3 separate regions of the Mus musculus genome follow, and all the other regions are linked to region 2. A link is a contact called in public Hi-C and HiChIP or PLAC-seq data. All regions are on one chromosome and are shown on one strand. Each heading gives the region's core, a stretch centred on a gene start, on an enhancer-like site or on the middle of the called end of the contact. The rest is flanking DNA. Distances are from core to core; before and after follow the strand shown.

The links. Hi-C and Micro-C count contacts between places; a contact is called where the count stands out from the background. HiChIP or PLAC-seq counts read pairs in DNA pulled down with a chosen protein or histone mark.
Region 1: a contact with region 2 is called in a Hi-C map of nephron progenitors, with 2.1 times the contacts expected there. The contact joins the enhancer-like site here to the promoter of Wnt5b in region 2. A contact is called at or near these places in 15 of 39 promoter capture datasets (the 3T3-L1 cell line, 3T3-L1-derived adipocytes, the HPC-7 cell line and 9 more), 1 of 15 datasets of contacts at CTCF or cohesin (large pre-B cells), 2 of 484 Hi-C or Micro-C datasets (cerebral cortex and nephron progenitors), 3 of 115 datasets of contacts at active chromatin or transcription factors (the 230-238 cell line and embryonic stem cells) and 3 of 9 other capture datasets (adipose tissue, liver and pancreatic islet).
Region 3: an H3K27ac HiChIP or PLAC-seq map of double positive thymocytes shows a contact between it and region 2, with 6 read pairs. The contact joins the enhancer-like site here to the promoter of Wnt5b in region 2. A contact is called at or near these places in 7 of 39 promoter capture datasets (3T3-L1-derived adipocytes, cranial neural crest, embryonic stem cells and 4 more), 2 of 15 datasets of contacts at CTCF or cohesin (large pre-B cells and pro-B cells), 8 of 484 Hi-C or Micro-C datasets (the HL-1 cell line, cerebral cortex, cortical glia and 4 more), 9 of 115 datasets of contacts at active chromatin or transcription factors (the 230-238 cell line, double positive thymocytes, embryonic stem cells and 4 more) and 4 of 9 other capture datasets (adipose tissue, embryonic stem cells, liver and 1 more).

Annotation. Positions count from the first base shown.
Region 1 is chr6:119,733,865-119,738,407 of GRCm38.p6, forward strand. Erc1 (ELKS/RAB6-interacting/CAST family member 1) reads right to left here. Exons shown (of 21, transcript NM_053204.2): 14 at 217-228. Among named protein-coding and RNA genes, the nearest start is that of Erc1, 110 kb to the right of the region's middle. Within about 2 kb of position 1,362, at least 10 of the 459 cell types and tissues checked have an H3K27ac peak or open chromatin away from gene starts, as enhancers often do. A contact at or near this core is called in nephron progenitors, where this site is marked.
Region 2 is chr6:119,542,733-119,547,500 of GRCm38.p6, forward strand. It overlaps Wnt5b (wingless-type MMTV integration site family, member 5B), which reads right to left and starts at 1,615. Exons shown (of 5, transcript NM_009525.3): 1 at 1,249-1,615. It overlaps Gm52875, which reads left to right. Exons shown (of 2, transcript XM_030255703.1): 2 at 515-1,615. The coding sequence starts at 816. The coding sequence ends at 1,532.
Region 3 is chr6:119,710,464-119,715,113 of GRCm38.p6, forward strand. It overlaps Erc1 (ELKS/RAB6-interacting/CAST family member 1), which reads right to left. Exons shown (of 21, transcript NM_053204.2): 16 at 3,217-3,348. Among named protein-coding and RNA genes, the nearest start is that of Erc1, 140 kb to the right of the region's middle. Within about 2 kb of position 1,673, at least 20 of the 459 cell types and tissues checked have an H3K27ac peak or open chromatin away from gene starts, as enhancers often do. A contact at or near this core is called in adipose tissue and double positive thymocytes, where this site is marked.

The sequences.
Region 1 (4,543 bases), core at 112-2,611, 190 kb after region 2:
GAACATTCTCATATCTTCCAAAGAACAAAAGTTTGCATTTGCTGCTATGCAAAGCTTACTTTCTTGACATTTTGTATGCTCAGAACTAGATATGGGCATCACTTTCCTGAAATACATTCTATCATTTTAGTCCTTATTGGAATGGAAAATAAGGTTAGTAAATGAGCCTCAATTACATTCTCTTTGTAATTGTACATTTTTAGCAAGCATACTGACCTTGAGGTGAGACTGAAGAGAACAGCAAATCCAGGAAGAAAACGTGAAAGAGAAAGTTAGAAAGAATTAATAAGGACAATACTTAAAAATGCTAACGTTTATGAATGGGGTAAGGCTAAAACACGGAGTAAAGAGGACGGGGGCATGCAGATTCTTCACAGGAGCTAGAAATTAGAATTTGAGATCGCAACGGATACATTTCCTATTAGAGTTTAATACTTTGATGAAAACTCTTTTAAAACGTTTGTCCAACATTGACCATTTCTTGGGGAAAGGAGAGCAAATTTCTTAAATGGGGATGGATATTGTCAATTCTGTCATTTAAACAGCTAAAACTGGAATTAGTTGTGGGTTGGCTTTTAAATTCATGTAATTATTTTGTATGTATGTGTGTAGGCATATGTAAACATGCTATGACATGTGTATGAAAGTCACAGGACAACTTGTAGGAGTCTATTCTCATTCTACCATGTGGGTTTCCGAGGATCAAACTCAGGTTATCAGGGTTGGTGGCAAGTACCTTTACCAGCTGAGCCGGCTTGCTGGCACTGCCATTAGAGGTTTTATATGAGACATCAGCATTCAGTCAGTTGAGTTTTTTACACTCCCCCTTAAGTCTGGTTTCTCCCTCAACATCCTATTTCATGAAGAGGACTTGGGTCACCAAAATGGGGGAAAAACCCCAAGACTGACAGCTCCTGTTCTTCTTAGATTATAAAACTAATATCCTTAAAAGAATTTGAAAAAAAAATTCTCAAAGTCAAACTTTCCTTAATCATAACTCATATTAATCATTTCAAATCTGCTAAAGTCTTTGAGTAAGTAAAAACAATCTAACAACAATAATGAACAAGAATGGCTCTATTTAAAAAATCCTATTTGCAACATTGTCCAGCATTAAGACCTACAAAATAGCCATGTTTAACAGCCCTCCATGAACAAATGTTCTGAGTCATCACTGCCTTTGATAATAGGCAGGTTTCTTTTTCTGAAAAGTAGTCAGTGTGAGGGAAGTCAGTACTACTTCCTCCGCAGTTAAGATTTATAGTGCCCAATGTCACCATGATTGTTTTCATGACCTAATTTTTACTTTAAGAATCAAAAGCAGAGCATTCATCTCTCTCTTCCTCCTAAAGGCAGACACATTGGAACCAACTGCCTCTCATTTCCACCACAATGCCTTCCCACCATGATGAACTACACTCTCAAACCAGGAGCCAAAATAAATCCTTCTTCCTTTAAATTGCTTCTTGTAAGAAATCTGGTTACCACAGCTAAGTAACTGATACAGTAAATTGCTACCAAGGCGTGGGGCTGTTGATGTAATAAACCTGACCATGTGGTGCTTTAGCGTTTGGAGCTGACTTGTGAGAGTAATGTGGGAGAGTTTGAAGCAGGATGCTTAGCGGGGTCCCAGAATGTAAGCCAAGATTAATGGGCCATTCTGGTAAGAGTTTGGAAGACCCAGATGCCAATAGAAATGCAAACAGTAAAGGCCTGGCAGAAAAGGTTTCAGGGGGAAATTACGACTATCAAAGAGTGGGCTTTAACCCACTCATATTCTGGCAAAAATAAATTTCTTGTGTTCCACCATGTCATATACACTAAAGTGAGAGTGAATTCAAAAGTAATGGACTAAGCTGTTTGCCAGAAATTTCAAGATCACATAAAATATAGACTGATTTCCTCATATTTACAGTAAAACAGAGCAAAAATATATGGGAATATATTTCTTAAATATATGCACTTAGGCAAGGAAAGAAACATAAGTGAGTTCAAAGTTACAGACAAGATGAGAGTGGAGGAAGTAGGTGCAATTATTAAAGTGATTAATGCACCTAAGGAAAAAACCTCAAATTCATACCTAAACAATAGGAAAGGTTCCCTGAGGATAAGACCTCACTATCTAAGGCTCCAGAGCTTGCAAAAATGCATTCATTTGAAGGAGGAGACTGAACTGAGAGTGGAAATAAAAGGACTGAATAACAGCTACCTAGGGAAATGGTTTCCCAGGCTCAGCTGCCAAAACACAGAAGCGTTAGAGCCATGGATGAGCTACACATTGTCCGTGCAGCAGAACTTGGCATCACTGTCCATGTGGCTTCCAGGCAAACAAAATTCAAGTGAGGTAGTGTCCTAGAGGCTTGCACTAAGATGCCAGAGAAACACTGAGGATGGACAGTATACAGCAGAGTTGGACTGCCTGCAGAAGGACCTTAAAAGGACAAAGGAGGAAGCTATATAGGTAGGAAGCAAGTTAGAATGGAGACTCCAAGACATCTAAGATGCCAGGATTGTGAGACTTAGACTGAGGAAAGCTATAGGCAGAGTGTAGTTAGGGGAGTAGGGGTGCTAAAGGGTGGGGCTACCTAAGGCTGTGGGAGTCCCAATGATTCCATCACAAGCCAGCAACAAATAGAACTGTAACATCTGGTGTTTGTGCAAATGGGTTTCAGTGTTACTTTAGTCCATCTTCCCATATTACGTTCAAGGGGCTTTATAGTTAGTTTTGGTTCATTAAAAAATATTCGTGTATGTCTGTCTATGTGTGCACATGTGTGTGCCATAGCACATGTATGGAGGAAGAAAGACAACTGGCAGAAGTCTCTCCCTCTACCATTGGATCCTGGGGTCTCACTCGGGTTGCCAGGCTTGGCAGCCTTTGTCCACTGAGCTACCTTGCCCTTTGGACATAGGACTTTTGAGCAATATTAGAACTATTGAGATTTTGGTCATTAGTATAGGTAAAATAAAAGTATCCTGCATTGTGAGATATTCATGAGCCTTTGAAGAACAGGGATGGAACATTCTGATTTTAAATATATACTTAAACTGACAAGGGAGTAGACATATGATAGTAGTTAATCTTTATTGTCAATGTGATTAGATTTACAGTCATGTTTGTGAGGAAAGGTTTAGCTGAAAAGGAAAGATCTATCCATAGGTTAGAGTTACAGACTGAAAAAAAAGAAAAGATGAAAAGAAGGAAAGAAGGAAGGAAGGATGCTTTTTTTTTTGATATTTTCTTTATTTACATTTCACATGTTATACCCTTTCCTGGTTTCCCCTCTGAAAAACACCCTTCCCCCTATGTAAACCCCTCTTCCCTTGCTCACCAACCCACCCACTCCTGCTTCCTGGCCCTGGCATTCCCCCACACTGGGGCATAGATCCTTCATAGGACAAAGGGCCTCTCCTCCCATTGATGTCCTACTAGGCCATCCTCTGCTACACATGAAGCTAGAGCCATGAGTCCCAACCATGTGTGCTCTTTGGTTGGTGGTTTAGTCCCTGGGAGCTCTGGGGGTACTGGTTGGTTCATATTGTTGTTCCTCCTATGGGGCTGCAAACCCCTTCAGCAGAAGGATGTTTTTTTAAAATGGAAAAGAAAGCAAAGAATCAATATTTCTTTCTATCAGCTCTATAAATGCCAATGCAACGTGAACAACCTCTCATACTACCCTGGCTCCCTGCCATGGTGGACTGAATCTTTATCTTCACATCTGACCAAAAAGTAAATAAGTAAATGAATAAAATTTCATGTGTGATCAACAATTTAGGAGGGGAGGGGAGGGGAGAGGGGAGGGGGAGGGGAGGTGGGAAGGGGAGGGGAGGGGGGAGGGGAGGGGGAGAGGAGGGGGAGGGGAGGGGGAGGGGAGGGGAGAAAAAGAAGCCAGTGGTTCACACCTGTAGTTTTGAGGCAGGAAGATCAAGAGTTCAAAGCCTGCGGAGGGCTTCAAAGAGACTCAGACTCAAATAAAGAAGGTGGGTACTTGGGAAATGACTCGGTGGGTAAGAAGCTTGCTGCACAAGCAAGAGGGTCTGAGTTCATATCACTAGCGCCCTTGTAAGAGCTAAGAATACTGACACACATCTGTAACCGCATTGTTTGTGAACAGAAACAGGCATGTCATCAGCTAACCACCCTGGCCCAAATTTGGAGCCTCAGGTTTGATGGAAGACTTTCCTGGTCTCAAAAAACTAAAATTATTAGAGAGCAAAAGGGAAGATGACCTATGACTTCCACATGTGCTGGGGTCAACTGAAAGCCAGCTCTGTGTGGCTGAAAACTAGAGATTGTTTTTACTGTCAATTCTATTAAAGAGGTAGCAGGGTAAGTGAGTGGGGACACTGTGCTAGGATGTGGGAACACGCCTCTGAGGTCACAGATATATATTCTTCCTCTCTAGTCAGAGACAAAAATATCCAGGAAGCTAAATCCTAATAAGTTGTCTATAACCTAAAAATGATATTCTGGGCAAACCCAGGTATAGGGTGGACAGGACATCTTGGCAAATTTCAAGTCATATTCCACAACAAACATGGC
Region 2 (4,768 bases), core at 365-2,864:
CCTTGCTAGTTATAGCTACCAATCATGTGTCAAAGAGAGATGTGATACTATTTTGAAATAAAAGGAAACCATCCTGCAGCCTTCCCCACCCAGCCTTGCACCAAGGTGGGGTTTTTACTAGGTCAGGCCTGTGGCTGCTGGACCTGAGATCAGGGCCATCTCCAGCCTGGGCCTGAGATCAGGGCCTCATCTTTGATAAATAGGCAGGCTCTCCTCCGGAATGAATCCACGCAGGAACAGTGGCTCAGGGGAAGATGGTCCAGCTTTCTGGGAGTGTACCTACTACTCGGGCCTGTGCTGTCTGGCCAGTCACAAAAGAGAAACCCTAATATGTCCACATGGACCTGCCTAAGTGCTGATCTCTGGCAAGGAGTGAGCCCCTGCTTGCTTGCTATCTCTGTTCCTATATTGACAGCCAGAACACCAAAGTTCTGGCAAATGGGAGCCTTTCTCTGAGGTGGCCTGAGTAGTTGAGGAGACTGCTAACTTGACCCTGGGTCTTTTTTTCTTCCAGGTACCAGGCTGAAACTGCTCAAGGTGGCAGCTGCTGAAAGCTTTGCCAACGTGGCCTGGCAGTGCAAAAGCATTGAAAAGGGACCTTGGTTATGGGGACAAACGTTTCCTCCTCCATCGATTCACTGTGCAACTCACCCTGGGCTTGAGCCACTTCAGTTTCTCTGCCTGCAAAACAGAACCGATCGTTCTAGAAGCAAAGTGAGCAGTGTTCAACAATGACTTGTGAGGATGCAAATACCCAAGAAAGTTGGGTCTGACCAGAGTGTTGGGCCAGATACCCTCTGAGGCGCCCCGCGAGGATGGACAGAGAGATGCAGAGGAGCAGTCGAGAACCAGACAGCACCACGTCTCCAGTGTGTGACCCGCGGTGGCCTGGGACAGGAACTTGGGCTAAAGTCATCCCTTCGCAGTACCTGTCGGAGACACTCCGCGCCGTTCGTCGCGCGCAAAACTGCAGCTGGGCCCCGGCGAGCCAGGAAAAGCGGAGCAGCTCCGGGTTCCCCGCTTCGCGGAGGCGACGCGCAGCGCCCCGGGGGCCAGTCCCGCTCCGGGCCAGGCGCCGTACGAGCGCAGAGCCCCTGGACGCTCGCGCCCCACCTGCCCGCGCCAGGCACCCGCGCGCGGCCCCAGCTTTGTTCGCAACGGCCCGCGGAGCCCGTCGCCGCGCGCCCCTTTCCCGCCACCTGGCCACACAGCGCCCTCGGCCGGCGCGGGGCCGACTCCCGAGCTTACCTGCGGGGGCTGCGGCGTCGGGTCGTCCACGGGACGGGGCAGCCTCGGCTCAGCGCGCGGGCCGCTCGCGCAGCCGCCCCGCACTCCTCATCCGCGGCCGGAGCCTGCCCGCCCGGAGTGCCCGGTCCGCCCTGATGGGCGCTGGGCGCCCGGAGCTCCGACTCGGCCGCAGGCTGCGCGGTCTCGGGGTCCGGGGAGACGCGTTGTCCCCACCGTCCCTTCAGGCGCCGCTAGCGCCACCGGCCTGGAGCGCGGGACCCCGAGAAGTTTCGGCCCCGACTTAGCGGCACCGTTGGCGGCCACGGCTCGAGTGCAGCGCCGGCGCGGGGCGCGCGATCCCGGGGCTCCGCCGCCTGCGCCCCGCCCCGCCCCGCGCCGCCTCCCCGCCCCCCGCAGCCCGCGGCCGCGCGCGACGCCCAGCTCCGGAGGGCTCCTCCCCGGAGCCGGACCGGCCCCCGCACCTGCCTTCCGCGCCCCTCCGCGCCCACTGTCCCGCAGACTCTGCGGGGACAGAGCACTGCAACCGCGCGTGGACGTGGAGCGCGGACGCGTGACTCACCTTTTGGTGACACCCTTTGGAGTCCGGAGCTGCGAAGCGACCCGGGAGCTATTTCCACTCTGCAAACCCCGGTCCGGACCCACACAGGCAGGTCTCAGACTGGGACTCTGATGCCTGGATTGTTCTAGCGGGAAAGGCTTCTGTCAGGACTTAGGGCCCAGTTAGTCTCCGGATAAACATGAGGCACATAAAAGGACCCTACCGTTAGTAGCCTGCAAAGGTCACTAGAGGCCAGTGTTTGGCCTTAGCTCAGGGCAGAATTTAAACACTTTTATGGCGGTTCCTATAGTCTGTTAGTCTGTTTCCTCACAGAACACCACAGTGAGCTGCCCAAGGAACCGGAAAAGGTGAAAGGAATTAGAAGAGGCTTTGGGGAGTCCAGGCCTCCAGCTGGTGGCAGAACCCTGTTCCAGATCCTGGTTACATGGTGCCCACCACGAGCACATGATCTGAATCCATTCTGCAGGTTGTGAGTTTGTCACCCTGCTAAAGAAATTCCCTCGAAATTCAGTTCGGTGAGGGGAAGGAACCAGCAGTAATAATCAAAGACACTGTACTTTTGACCTAGAAACCAAAGAAGGGGACAGAATCCCCCTTCTGGGCATTAAAAAGACAAGGAACTCATCACACTGAGGAGGTGTAAGGAGCTGTTGTTCTCAGGGGTCACAATAGGAAGAGTTAAGGGATATTTTCATCAAATGATCCCTTAATTGGAAAGAAAGGCTCTTGGAATTGGGGTGGCAGCAGCCCAGGTACTCCGGGACTTTTCTCACTTGGAAGTGAGCGTGGTTTACAAGATCTGGTCCAGCCAGTAAATCAATGCCTTATGATAATTATAGGACCCTGCCCTCTCAGGGAGTCCAGTTCAAGGGCTTTATCCTTGGGGACACATGGGACAAGGGGAGAGCCATCTAAAACAAGCACAAAATCTCTGAGTTGGCTTTGTCAGTTTATAATTGGCTCCAGTATTTCCCTCTAGTGAATCATTCGTTCTGGGCTTCTGGCTTTGTGGAAGTTTCAGGGAAAACCTGGAGGTTGTAATCACTCCAGAAGGCCACCTGGGAACAAAACCTGAATGCTGCCTGGGGTTCAATCCGTGAGCTCTCACCATCCGGAAGTTTAAAGTCTAGAGAAACAGGATGTGGGGAGGTGGACCCCTAGAATGCTCATGCTCGCCCAGGGTCATTTTGCTCTGCCTGCCCCTCGCTGACAGCGTGAGAGAAGCAACTCAGCCAGCAGCCAGCACATCCCTCCTTCCCTCCTTTGTCCAAGATACATCAGATAGTGGCCCTGTGGGAAGCCCTTGCTCAGCTAAGATGCATATCATGAGCAGGCTGCATAGCCTGGGCCGTGAGCTAGCGAGGTCTATACAGAACCTGTGCTCCAGAGGCTGGCAAGAAGGTCTGCTTTAGATTGATTGGCAATCTGGCAGGATCTAGTATTGCCTTGGAGACAAATTTCTGGGCATGTCTTTGGATGATTTTTCTAGGCTGGTTAGTTGAGGGGAAAGATGCCCACTAAATGATGGAATGAGTAGGAGATAGCCAGTTGGACATGAGTATCTATCGCTGTCCACTTCTTGACCACAGATGTAATGTAGCCAGCCACCTCCAGCCTTGCCATGATGACCAGACGCACTACAGAGTGAGACCCTGTCTCAAAACAACCAAATAATAATATAAAATAATAAAGAAAAAGAAGGAAGGACAAGAAGTTTGTCATCGGCATGGACTACACAGTGAGGTCCTACATCAAAAGGAGGAGGAGGAGGAGGAGGAAAAGGAGGAGGAGGAAGAGGAGCAGGAAGGAGAGGAGGAGGAAGGAGAAGAGGAGAAAGAGGGGGAGGAAGAGAAGGAAGAGGAAGCATCAACAACAGCTGGGCTTTGGTGGTGCATGCCTTTAATCCCAACACTCAGAGGCAGAGGCAGGCAGATTTCTATGAGTTTGGGAGCAGACTGGTCTATAGGATGAGTTCCAGGATAGCCAGGGCTACACAGAGAAACCTATTTTGAAAAACCAAAATAAATAAGTAGATACATAAATAAATACATAAATGAAGGGAAGGAGAGAAGGGGAGAGAGTGGGCAGATGGGAGGGAAAGGAAGGCAAGCCTGGGAAAACTAGGAAAAAATAGTTGGTCCTACAGGAATTTCAGTGACCTCAGCTCTGATTACTGAAGGGACTGTCTTCAGAACGCACAGGCCAGCACCCATACTTGGAGGTCTCTTCTAAGCCATAACAACTAAAGAGGAAAGGGGGACCCCTTGACTCTTGGGGCTTTCTCTTTGGCCTATCCTTAGGTCAGCTGTTGCCAGACCCAAGGCCATGGGGGAGATCTTTGGACAGCTGGTTCTCTATGCAGAACACCTTCAGGTGGTAATCCTCTAGGCCAACCAAGGCTGCTCACAGGGACCATTGCAAAGCGTTTGTTTTGGATACACAGAAAGTGTTCCCTTCCGGGAGGGAGGGGGTGGACTGAACCTGCAAAACCTAGAACAAGACCATGAGGTAAAGCTGACGACTTTCAGCCTGACAGCTGTCCTTCAGTCCCTGACCCGCAGTGCGCTTGGTATAAAGCATTTGTCTTCTGCTGGTTCTCTGAGTATAACACAGAAGCTCGAGTTATTTCTAAGAATAAGAGCTTTCAAAAGTAGTGAATCTGACCCAATATCCACCCAATATCCACCATGGACTACCCAGACTCACAATAGCTGGGACACTTTGGGGACTGTTGGTTAAGGGGGAGTCCACTTACATACCTTCCAGCAGGGTCTGTGTCTTAGTTCCTCTTCTGTTGATAAAACACCCTGACGAAAACAGCTTGAGAGAGGGAAGTTCATTTGGGCTCACGCTTCCAGAGGACTTTCTGCCCGCCATGTTGGAGAAGTCTGCTATCACACTCCAACAGCAGTTCAAAAACAGAGACAGAACAGGACGTGGGGCTGAGCTATTGAGAGTCAA
Region 3 (4,650 bases), core at 423-2,922, 170 kb after region 2:
ACTAAGAATGATTTTAAACAAAATGCAAGATAGTTTCAAATGAGTCATTTCACTTTTATTCAGAACCTTGCTTAAAGAAAAAAAATGCATGCAAGGATGGAATTTAATGTATGATAACCCAAGAATGAAGAAAGGTCCTAGGCCCTTCACGTGTATGCTTTCATATGTATTCTTCCCCATACAAAATTAATAAATGTAAAGAATTTTTAAAAACTTGAATGTAGCCTATTAAGCACACAATAAAAAAACTAGTCTTTAAAACATTAAAAACCTATTTCTAAGGCAGGAAAAGATGAGACAAATATTGAAACTCCTAATGTCAAACTTATTTACAAAGGACAGAAGTATTATCCAAAAGGAAATAAAATCAATTTACCAAAAGATTTTCATTTAATGAACACTATATTACATGACATTATAATGCTCTGAAAGTTCTGAATTCATACATACTTGTGTTTTACAAACCACTTCCTATTTCCACTGAGAACCAGCTGTTACCTGAGTCTTGCATGCTAGCTTTCCTTAGCTAAAATAGCAAGCAACAGGGGGCTAGGATGTTGAGACATATACTTTCCTACTCTTAGAGTAAAGATAATATTGATTTGTAGGTTTTATTTGTGCTTTCCAGCTATAATCTTTTAAAAATCAAGAACTAAGGAATGTAAACTACTTGAAAATAGCTATTCTAAGAATTTAAGTATATAACTGAAATTATGATATTCTGTTCAGATGAAGAGCTTTAGTAAATGCAGCATAAAAAACTAGCTGAATCAGAGAATACAATATTCTAAAATACTGCTTTGATAACTATTGCAAAATCATAGAAATATTACTATCCTCCAGGATGTTTAGTTACTAGAGTGACTGCAGTCCTCAGGCATGCAGTCAGAGGTCAGGCTGAAACTCCACTCATTCCCTCACTAATGAAATAGAATTATGTCACTTAGATGCTCACTTAATGCCACTGTTTTCCCAGGAGGTTGTCACTGCCAAAGCCATAACAGTACACAGACATACCTCCTGCGCCCAGGGAGTTCATATTCTACTAGAGAAATTAGTGGGTGTATTTTCAAGTAATATACCTATTATACATTACATAAATAGCTAAGAATAACAGGTTACAAAACAGAGGTAAGTGAAAGGAAATATTCAAAAGCTCTATAAAGACACATGCCTCAGACCTGAAAGGTCACAGAAGTTCTAGAGAAGTAGGCTACATCCTACTGTTACAAATAGGGATGCTGCTTCAAGTAGAGAGATCTAGTACTCTAAGAAATGAAACTATTCTGTACTGTTCTACGAGAGGACCAGTGAGTACAAAGGCTCGTTTTTCTGCCCAGATGTGCTGTTTAGATGATTAAACAATAGGGTGAACAAAGCACTTATCTCGGGAGTTGGCAGACAAAAGATAACCGGTAACTGTCAGTACCTTGTTTTAAGATTAAGCTGTACATTTTGTAAATCATATTTCAAGTAATGAATCACATATCTAGGGAGTAAATAAAGTTTAGTTCATAGAGGTGGAATATGATCTTACTAACATGCACGTCAGGCTAGCTGGACAAAAGTTGCAGGTGGAAGGCATTAACACAAAGTCAAAGAGAAGAGGGCGGGGCTGGGATGCTCAGAGCACCTGCAGTGCTAGCCTAGGGATCTGAGCTTCACCACAAGAACTGGGGTGCAAAACAAAGCTGGGAGGAGTCAGACGATCTGAATGCTGGGGCTCACTAGACAGTAACCCTAACTAAGTCAGACGCTTCTAAGAGATGGCATCAAGTCAAAATTAATAAAGAGACAATGCCATTAATTATGAATAAAGTGATCAGTCAAAAAGTTAGGACAATTATAAACTTATATGCTCCAGGCATTGATATAGCCAATCTTATAAATACTGTCAGACACTCAGGGACACAACAGCACTAAAGACTATGACTGAGCTACCACAGCTATAAATGGACTCTATGAGGTACCTACTATAGTATATATGCCCTGAAGTGGGCACTTCTTTTACAGTTTGATTTCCTTAGTTCCCAGTAACAGCAGCTTCTCAGGAGGGAGGCTAGCCCATGGGATTCCTACATCTATGCCACTGAACTTACCTAGTGTCTTGGACTAGGTGTGTGGCCATTTGACATGTGCTAAGTCACCTGAGAAGAGTAACCCTCAACAGAAAATCAGTCCAATTTGCATTTCCTTATTTGATATTGAAGGCCCCAGCCACCTGGGCATTTGAACCTGGGGTGCTATATATAACAAAGCAGGCTGAGCAAGCCAGCTGAATGGAAGCTAGTAAGCAGCACTCCTCCAGGCCCCTGCATGGAGGGGCCTCCTGCCTCCAGATCCCTACCCCATCTGAGTTCCTGACCTGCAGTCCCTCACTGATGGACTGGGATGCAAACGGAAATAAACCCTTTCTTACCCAAGCTACTTTTAGTTATTGTGTTTTATCATAGAAATTGAAACCTAAGACACCTAGATAGTATTTATCATTCTCTCACATAAACAAGGGCTACAAGGAATAGGGTGCTACAAAAATTAAGTATTATGGTATCTGTGGTAGGTGGATTTAAAACCTCAAGTCAAATTTTCAAGCTGTAAACCAAGATTACGGCGTTCATTTACTAAAACTGTTCCTTCAATTTACAGCTCCCATCTTCACTTATTCTTCATCTAATAGAGTCAAAAGCAAGCATACAGAGACCTGGGAGAGAAGTGGAAGCAAGTGAAACAAAGGCCATGGCCAGCAATAGCAGAACCTCTCAAGGGCCGTGTGGCAGTGGAGTGCCACCGCACCTATACACATGCTGATCAGAGCTGCTATCACCTCTACAACTGCAAAGGCTCCTTGAAAAATGATATAAAATAAAGTATTTTCTAATTGAGACATGTTTATGTTCTCATTCACATCCAAGCTGGGGTTTTGCAGTCATGTAAAGAACATACATGTTGCATGTTTTGTCAGTCACACTTCACTAGCTTTTACTACATGAATATATATGAAGCATTCCTAAATGATTACTGCAGAGACCTCACGTTACCATGAGCCGATCCTTGCACAGTTATATTTTAGTCACTCTGAAAGTCTAACCATTACCACTTGATGAAGTAGTTCTGCAGCAGCAGTTCTGAAGCAGTTCTAACAGTCACCTGAAACTGCACTGGCTTTACCTTGTGTTTACCCAGCAGCATTGCTAGTAGCTACATAAAATCGCAGACCTGTTTCTCAGCATTGGTCCTGGCTGATTCCTCTTGTGCCAGCACCATTTCACGCTCTGCAGTTATCTGTACACTTTCTCTCAGTGCTTCTTCCAGCTCTTCAATCCTGTCATCCTTCTTACGGAGACTGTCCTGGAAAACGATGAAGACCCGGTGAAGTAGGTTACTCAGTTACCTCAAGGAGTGCCTACCCATCAAGGAAGAGCTATCATTAAACATCCTTCTATTCAGAAGCAAACTGAGGCCAGAAAGATTCCTCCATAGAGTAAAGAATTAAACAAGGGAAGAAGAGAAATAAAGGAAGCTGAAGTCTGTTATTAAGAGCATAGGATAAAGTTAGTGAAGCGAGGCAGACATGATGGGTTTGCTCTCTGCAACAGAGAGAAGGAAGTGCTGGTGTTAGATGGCATAAGCAATAAGAGGTTAACTATTTAAAAATACAAAGCTATTTTTAAAACCTACCACTTAAACTGGGCTGAAAGCCAGCTCTGATGGAGTCTGTACTTAGAGTCAATACCACAAGACTATCTCCCTTTGAAAGTCACAACTAGATGACAGACTCGAGCTTCATAAAGACAATTTCTGAAACATTTCTTTTCAAAAAGGAACATGCTTACTAACATTTGAATAAAGTGAGACTTTGCCTTCTCCTGAAAAAACTAGAAACACACACATATGTATACATATACCTATGAATACCACTGGTTTGAATATGAATGAGCAATTTAGTTAAGCAAGTAATACACTCTAGTAGGAGTTTGTAATGTTACTTTTCATCTATGTAGCAAAACTCTTATTAGTCTTAAGGATCTCAAGGACAGTATAGCAGTAGGAAAGATAAAAGAAAAAGCCAAGAATGGAACCATGGATTTCTCAGACTATTCTAAGCATTTTCTTTTTGATTTATTAAGGGGATGGGGGAATGCAAACCAAAGGATTTGGAACACAGTACTATATTTGATACTTGAGTTTTGTATTCAAATATGAAAATGAGTAACAAGGTTGCCTATATGTTGATACAAAGAAGAATAAAAGCAAGCCCTTATCTCTTAGTATCTGTTAACTCAAATGAACTAAAGAACTGAAGCTAAAACCAGGCATGGTAACTCCTACCTACACAACAGCACTCGTAAGGCTGAGGCAGGAGGTTGTCCATGAGATCAAGGCCATCTTGAACTACAGTGTGAGACACAGTCTCAAAAAAGACGAGAGAGGAAGAAAGAAGAAGAAAACAAAACTAAGAAACTGGGGGCAGGGGGTGTTTCATGACAGTGGGTTGGGGATAGTGGGGTTTGGGTTCTGCTTTTAAAAATAAAACCAAAAAGTGATGGCAACAGAAACAAAATCAAACAACTGTGATTACCTCAGATAATAACATTCTTGGCTTTACAGCAAATAATCAAAATAACAAAGCAACACTTACAGAAGAGAGTA